2 separate regions of the Pan paniscus genome follow, and region 2 is linked to region 1. The links are chromatin contacts, called in public Hi-C maps. All regions are on one chromosome and are shown on one strand. Each heading gives the region's core, a stretch centred on a gene start, on an enhancer-like site or on the middle of the called end of the contact. The rest is flanking DNA. Distances are from core to core; before and after follow the strand shown. Region 1 overlaps ISCU (iron-sulfur cluster assembly enzyme). Region 2 has its middle 19 kb from the start of TMEM119.

The links. A called contact is a pair of places that touch in the nucleus more often than the background predicts.
Region 2: a Hi-C map of fibroblasts shows a contact between it and region 1, with 10 times the contacts expected there. The contact joins two enhancer-like sites. A contact is called at or near these places in 2 of 3 Hi-C or Micro-C datasets (fibroblasts and induced pluripotent stem cells).

Annotation. Positions count from the first base shown.
Region 1 is chr10:116,627,519-116,630,731 of NHGRI_mPanPan1-v2.0_pri, forward strand. ISCU (iron-sulfur cluster assembly enzyme) reads left to right here. Exons shown (of 5, transcript XM_003832526.5): 5 at 1,430-1,974. The coding sequence ends at 1,515. Among named protein-coding and RNA genes, the nearest start is that of ISCU, 6.4 kb to the left of the region's middle. Within about 2 kb of position 1,608, at least 1 of the 2 cell types and tissues checked has open chromatin away from gene starts, as enhancers often do.
Region 2 is chr10:116,680,324-116,683,824 of NHGRI_mPanPan1-v2.0_pri, forward strand. No RefSeq gene overlaps it. Among named protein-coding and RNA genes, the nearest start is that of TMEM119, 19 kb to the left of the region's middle. Within about 2 kb of position 2,103, at least 1 of the 2 cell types and tissues checked has open chromatin away from gene starts, as enhancers often do.

The sequences.
Region 1 (3,213 bases), core at 358-2,857:
TCCTTATAACCTGCAGAGGGTTAGAGCCCCCATGGTCTCACATTCATCCCTAAGAGAATCATGCCAGAAGGAGGTATGCACCAGCCATCATACTGAGCACTTGATGGGCGTAACTTCTAAACCTCACAAATATCCTTGAGTGCACAGTAGATGTCATTACTTCCCTCTTATGGATGAGGAAGCTAAGGCTTGGGTTGAGACGCCCACATCACATGGCTAATAAGTGGAAGAGCCAGAATTTAAGCTCCAATCTTTGATTTCAGAATCTGTGCTGTTTCCAGCAGAGGAGAAAACTCAGCTTTCGCCATAATCCTGTTTCCTGTGTATTTCTTCACTTCCTGTCTGGATGGTATTCCTGTCGGGGTCTGCATCTGTATATATGGAACAACTAAGCCCAGTTGTACAATGTCCCCCTCCCTGCTATCCTAAAAAAAAGCCCAGATGCCTTAAGACTTGTACTTGGCTTTCCAGTTTGGTCTCTGTATTAAATCTAATGCTTTTTCCATCATTTCTTAACCTTCTCAGGGAAAGAAGGAATGAGAAACATTAGCCTTAATGCATCGATGGAGGTTTACTAACCAAATTAGTTAAAAATCAGCAGAGAGTCAGGCCTCTTGCCAAGGTAATACTCACAGCAGAAGAGCCAGGTGCCGGGGCAGACACACTAACTCATTCTTCAGGAAGCCTGGTCAGACCTAAGTTCTTTCCACTTGATCTGGAATTTTAAGTACCCATAAAGAAAGGTCATCACTTGTAAACATTTTCACATGGTTTCAGGAAATCCCCAGCCCTTTTATTAGGCCTTTTTAGGTACTGAAACCTTTAGCTGATGTTCTCTGTTATTTGCTTGCTTTCTGCTGTCATTCCAGCTCTCTGTTTTTATTTTCCCCATAGCCTCACTTTGAATATTGACTCCTAAATAAAAGTGGTCAAACTCTCGATCACTAGAGGGTGATGTGGCAAATGCCATCCCATCAACAGATTGACATAATCTTTTTTCCAAAGGGCATGTCAACTTTTTTATCATGACAAGATTTTGTCCAAAGCTAGACTTTGATGGGAGCAGGCAAGACATTTCCTGTGTCCCTACTATGTGTCAGACATCTTCTGTAAGTCCCCACACTATCCTGGCAAGAAAAGCATGATTATCCCAGTTCTATAGAAAAGAAAGTAGGGTCAAAGAGGCTAAGGAACTAGCCTGGGATCACAGATTTTTAACCCTAGTCTGTCTCCAGGATCACCCGCAGGAGTAACTCAGCTCAGGAAGCAGCTGCTGACGTGCCCGGCAACTCCTCACCCCAGCTTTCTGGCTTGGTTACTCCATTAGTCCCCACCAGCACCACTTCCTCCCAGCTCTTAAAGATTCTATTCCCAAGTCCATTTCTTTCACATCTAGAAACTTAGGCTTCTTTCCTTCCATTACTTCCAGTGCTGGCTGAAGATGCAATCAAGGCCGCCCTGGCTGATTACAAATTGAAACAAGAACCCAAAAAAGGAGAGGCAGAGAAGAAATGAGCCCTCCCTCGGCGAAGCCTCCAGCAGGCCACACCAGCTGTTTCCCACCTGCTGTGCAGTCACCTTAGATGTTCAGAAGCCGCTTCCTCTCCACTGAAGAGCTATGAGATACGCACAATACTTGCTGTTCACGTTATGACTCTCATGCAAGCAAAATACACAGTTTCATTGTTCTGAATCCTGTGGTTTCTTTCAGCCCACTTTTATCGCCTTAACCTAGTTAATGTATATTTTGAATTGTGTGTATGACCTCAGAACTGAAATTGATAATGAAGTTGCAAGTTTTGATAGCCCGTGAAGTGCATAAGTATCTAATTTTACCTGAATTGATTTGGGGGGAAATTACCAGTAGAATGCCTTGGTCTGAATATTTGATAGAACCAATTGTTGTACATAAAACAGATCTGCGCATATATATATATATATATGTATAAAAAATAATAAAATAATGGAAGATGATGGTGTTCTCTAGTAAGCCTTGTCTCTTGGGCCCATCATTCACCCTGAAGTGGTGCCCAAAGCCCCTTGGGGTTCCCAGAGGTTGGACCGCAGTGACATACACAGCTCTCCAAGCAAACAAAGACAAATATACGTAATATTTTTTGGAACAAGGATGAAAGGAGATGATTATCGCTTGTCATTGTTCTTTGTGTGATAGTAGTTGAAAGCTCAAAGTAAGTCTTGAAGATTCTTTCTGTAATTTCACTGGTTGCTCAAATCTAAAAAGCATTAGCTTGGCACCCTAAAGCGGTGGACCAGATACATGAAGAGCACCTCGGGAATGAGTTTAAAATGCGGATTTCTAGGCCCAAGTTTCTGACTTCTGTCTGGGCAGGTAATTCCAGAGCCCCTGACTTTTAAGAACCTCTTGGGTTTTTTGTGGTCGTAGATGAGCCAAACTTTAGGGAAGAAACTTCTGAATGCTGTGTTCTGCATAGATGTAGTATCTTAAGTGGTTCGTTCTGAACTATCTGTACCTGCATAGTACACCTAAGGTTGTTTAAAAAACACTCATCCAACCGGGCGCAGTGGCTCACACCTGTAATCCCAGCACTTTGGGAGGCCAAGGCGGGTGGATCACGAGGTCAAGAGTTCAAGACCAGCCTGGCCAAGGTAGTGAAACCCCATCTCTACTAAAAATACAAAAATTAGCCAGGCATGGCGGCACGCACCTGTAATCCCAGCTGCTCGGGAGGCTGAGGCAGGAGAATCACTTGACCTGGGAAGTGGAGGTAGCAGTGAGCCAAGATCACACCAGTGCACTCCAGCCTGGGAGACAGAGCAAGACTCCGTCTCAAAGCCAAACAAACAAACATTCATCCCTGGCTTGGGCATAAGTCTAAGCACGGGCCCTCCTACCCTGATGTCTCCCTATTTTTAGCTACCCATAGTCATGCAAATCTCAATAAAGGATGCCCTATCTTCTAGTGAAAATGGGTTATTGAAATATTGACTGCCATAGTCTCAAATGTTCAGCTTCAAAAGTAAGATGTGTTTGTTTTTTCTGGTGGTGGTTTTTTTGTTCAGGTATAGGCTGGCTGCCTCTTAAATATACCTCCCTTGTTTTTTTTGTTGTTGTTGTTTTTTGTTTTTTTGTTTTAATGCTCTGGGTTCTGGTGGAGGGCACAGAACTTCAAAGACTGTTCCTTCTGTAGTCTGTGAAGGCAGCCACAGACCAGGGCCTTTATAGGAATCTCA
Region 2 (3,501 bases), core at 853-3,352, 53 kb after region 1:
TGAGCCAGGAGTTTGAGACCAGCCTGGGTTGGGCAACATAGCAAGACCCCCATCTCTACAAAAAAATAAGTAATTAGCCTGGCATGGTGGTGCACACCTGCAGTCTTAGCTACTCAGGAAGCTGAGGCAGGAGGATCGCTGGAGCTTGGTAGGTCAAGGCTGCAGTGAGTTATGATGGCACCACTGCACTCCAGCCTGGGTGACAGAGTGGGACCCTGTCTCTAAAAAGAAAAAAATATATAGCCTTTTGTGTCTAGCTTCTTTCAGTCAGCATGGTGTCTTCGAGATTCATCCATGTTGGCATGGGAATCAGTGCCTCACTCCTGTTTATTCAGAGTAATATTTCCTTGCACGGATGGACCACAGTTTATTTATCCATTCACCAGCTGATGGATATTTGGGTTGTTTTCAGTTTGGGGATCTTATGAACAAAGCTGCTGTACACATTTGTAGCAGTCTTTGTATGAACATCTGTTTTCATTCTCTTGGGGAAATACCTAAGAATGGGATTTCTGGCTTGGATGGGGAGTACATGGTGAGTACACGTCTAACTTTATAAGAAACTGCCCAACTGGTTTCCAAAGTGGCTGTATCATTTTGCATTCCCACCAGCAACATGTGAGTGTTCTAGCTTCTCCACATCCTCACCAGCACTGGGTGTTGTCAGTCTTTCTAATTCTAGTCCTGCTGGAGGGTGTGAAGTGGCATCTGACTGTGGCTTTAATTTGCATTTCCCTGATGGCTAATGACCTCAAGCATCTTTTGCAACAGCTTTCCTGGAACCTCCACCTGGAGGTTGAGCAGGCCCTGAGACCCAACTTGGCTGAACCCCAGCTCAGGACACTCCTCTTACCACCAGCCCTGCAACCTCCTTCCATGGCTTTCCCAGCCACCCCGTGGCACCCTCATCAGGATAGCTGCCCAAGTCAGAAACCTGAGATTTCAACCTCCTTTTTCCTCACTTCCAACCCATCAGCATCACCTACCCTTTTCTTCCCAATTATCTCTCGATTCCACAATTTCTTTGCACCCTGCTCTAGTCCAGGTTCTCCTCATCCTCACACAGCCTCTTCCCCCTCCATGCGGCCACCCTGGCTCCTTGCAGCTGCCCCCACCTTGTCTGCTCCCCTAGTGCAAACTCCTCTGCCCATGATGCTCCCACTGCCTGGAACTTTCTTCCCTCTATCCCTTCCCTCCCAAGTCAATAACTCTGTGTCCTTCAAGTTTCAACCATGATTTTCCTGACCCACGCCCCCCAGCTCTGGCCCCATTGCTCCCAGCATCTCTCCTCTGGGCTCAGGGCCCAGCCATAATCTGATCTTTTCCTGGGTGATTATTTGATCAATCTGTCCCCCTCTAGACCATGAGCCCCAAAGGGGTCTCGAACTCCTGGCCTCAAGTTATCCGCCCACCTTGGCCTTCCACAGTTCTGGGATTACAGGCCTGTCCTACTCACATGGCATCCCAGGGCCTCTCACAGTGCCTGGCACATTCCATAGTAATCGGTGGCTTGGTTGAGTGGCAAAGAGGGATGGGATCTGGGGAAAGAATTTGGGGAGCCCCTGCCAGATCAGCTGCTGGATGAACCACGCCCAGGGTGGCAGCCCCAGCCTGTAAGAGACAAGGGACCTGGAACAAACTGAGCCCATCATCCCCCGCCCCCCATTTCCTGTCTACCCTCCTTCCTTCCCTGCTGGCAGAGCTGAAGTCAGCACAGTGTGGTTTCCTAACCGTGCAACCTGCTGGAGCAAGTGGTTCAGCTTTCTGAACCTCGGTTTCCCTGGCAAGAAAATGGAACAATCATTGCACCCACATTATGAGGTTGAGTCCTAAATGAGATAATGCAGACAAACTGTTTGACAAGGCACTAGGTATGCAGTAAGTGCTCAGTAAAGGCCAGCTGCTTGCCCCCCGGCCATCCCTCTTAGTCCTAGGCACCAGCTCTGCTGTGTTGTGTTCTCTGCAATGAGAGGGCTGCGCTGTACTCGGTTACCCTCCCAAGGAACAGCGCCTTCCCTCAGCAGCCAGGAGCCACAGAGGGTGACTAATGGGGGACTTCCAGGCCCCAGGGCAGGTCAGCAGGGCTGAGGTTTTGGGGCGTGGGATTCCCCCAGAACCCCGCTGTGATCTCAAGGACAGCGTGACACAGTGGTAAGATCCTGGCTTTCAGGTCTGGGTTCCAATCTCAGATCCTCTTCATGACCTGGGGCAGGTGACTTCACCTAGCTCTCAGCCTCAGTTTCATCTTCTGTAAAATGGGGAGAATACTAGAACCGTCTGTGAGAGCTGTTTGAGGGGATTCACGGGGATATTGCAGCTGTGTGTGTGTTCAGGATGTGTTTGCTGAATGGATGAGTGGGGTGATTCAGGCTGGTGGTCCTCAAGGGCATGGGAGGCCCAGGCAGGAGGGGAGGGCACAGGGGTGTGCAGGAGCCAGACTATATCTGCCCGTGAGAGCTAATCAACAAAATTTTCAGAATTTTGTGTCAGTTGTTTAATAAATTAAATTCTATTATATTAAAAGCCAAGGTCATCAGTGCTCAAAACTCACCAATTCCTAATAATTGTACTACATTATTCAATGATCGATGCCCTTGTTACTAACATCTATTGTATCATCAACTATATAATGGTTGGTAGCTCAAAATCGGCTGTGGGAGTATTTACATGGAAGACATTGGCAAATGCTACAAATCAGGACTTTTTCCCATTGGAAGCCAGTTGTTAAACACTTAACAGCACGCCACTGGCTTTGGGGCTCCTTCCTGGCTAAATGATCTCCAAGTCTGGCCCAAGGGAAACGCAGGCTTCCACCTGCTCTAAGAGCTGGCGGCGGGCGCCCCCTGGTGGCCGCTTCAAGCACCCGGCTTCGCCCACCCTGAATGAAATCCCACACCTTGGAGAGAGAGAAAACTGTAAAGGGAAGGTGGCCCTCTTCCAACGCAAATGGAAATCTGTGGTTACACAGCATCCTCAGGAGCTGTCAGGAAATAGGGGAAAGCTCCCAGGAAGACGAGGTGACAAGATCCCTGGGGAAAAACTCAGAGGTCCTTCAGCCTGAGTCCACAGCCCCCTGCTGTGGAGCCTTCAGCTCCCCTTCTCTAATTTTTCTGATCCCTCCCAAAGGGGAGGTAGACTCAGTCTCTCCTGACCCATCAGCCTGCCGACCCCGGGTATTAACTGACCCAGCCCATGGCAGACACTCCCACCTTCTTCCATCAGCACCCCCAGGACACTTTGAACACACCTGCCTGTGTGTATCAGATTTGATCCTTCTAGAAGTTCAGGGGAGGAGACAGACACTGCATTTCCAATATGTGTGGGCCCTCTCCCCACTCCTCCCCGATGCTGTCCCATGGCCTTTCCCCCTGACGGCTCTTTCCTACCTTTCCCTTGTCTCTTTCCTCCAACCCCTCTCTCCCAAGCCGCAGCCAACCCCTGCCAGACTCAACCTTCTCTGTGAACTCCCCTTTTCTGGGATAAACCATTGGGGGCAAGGAA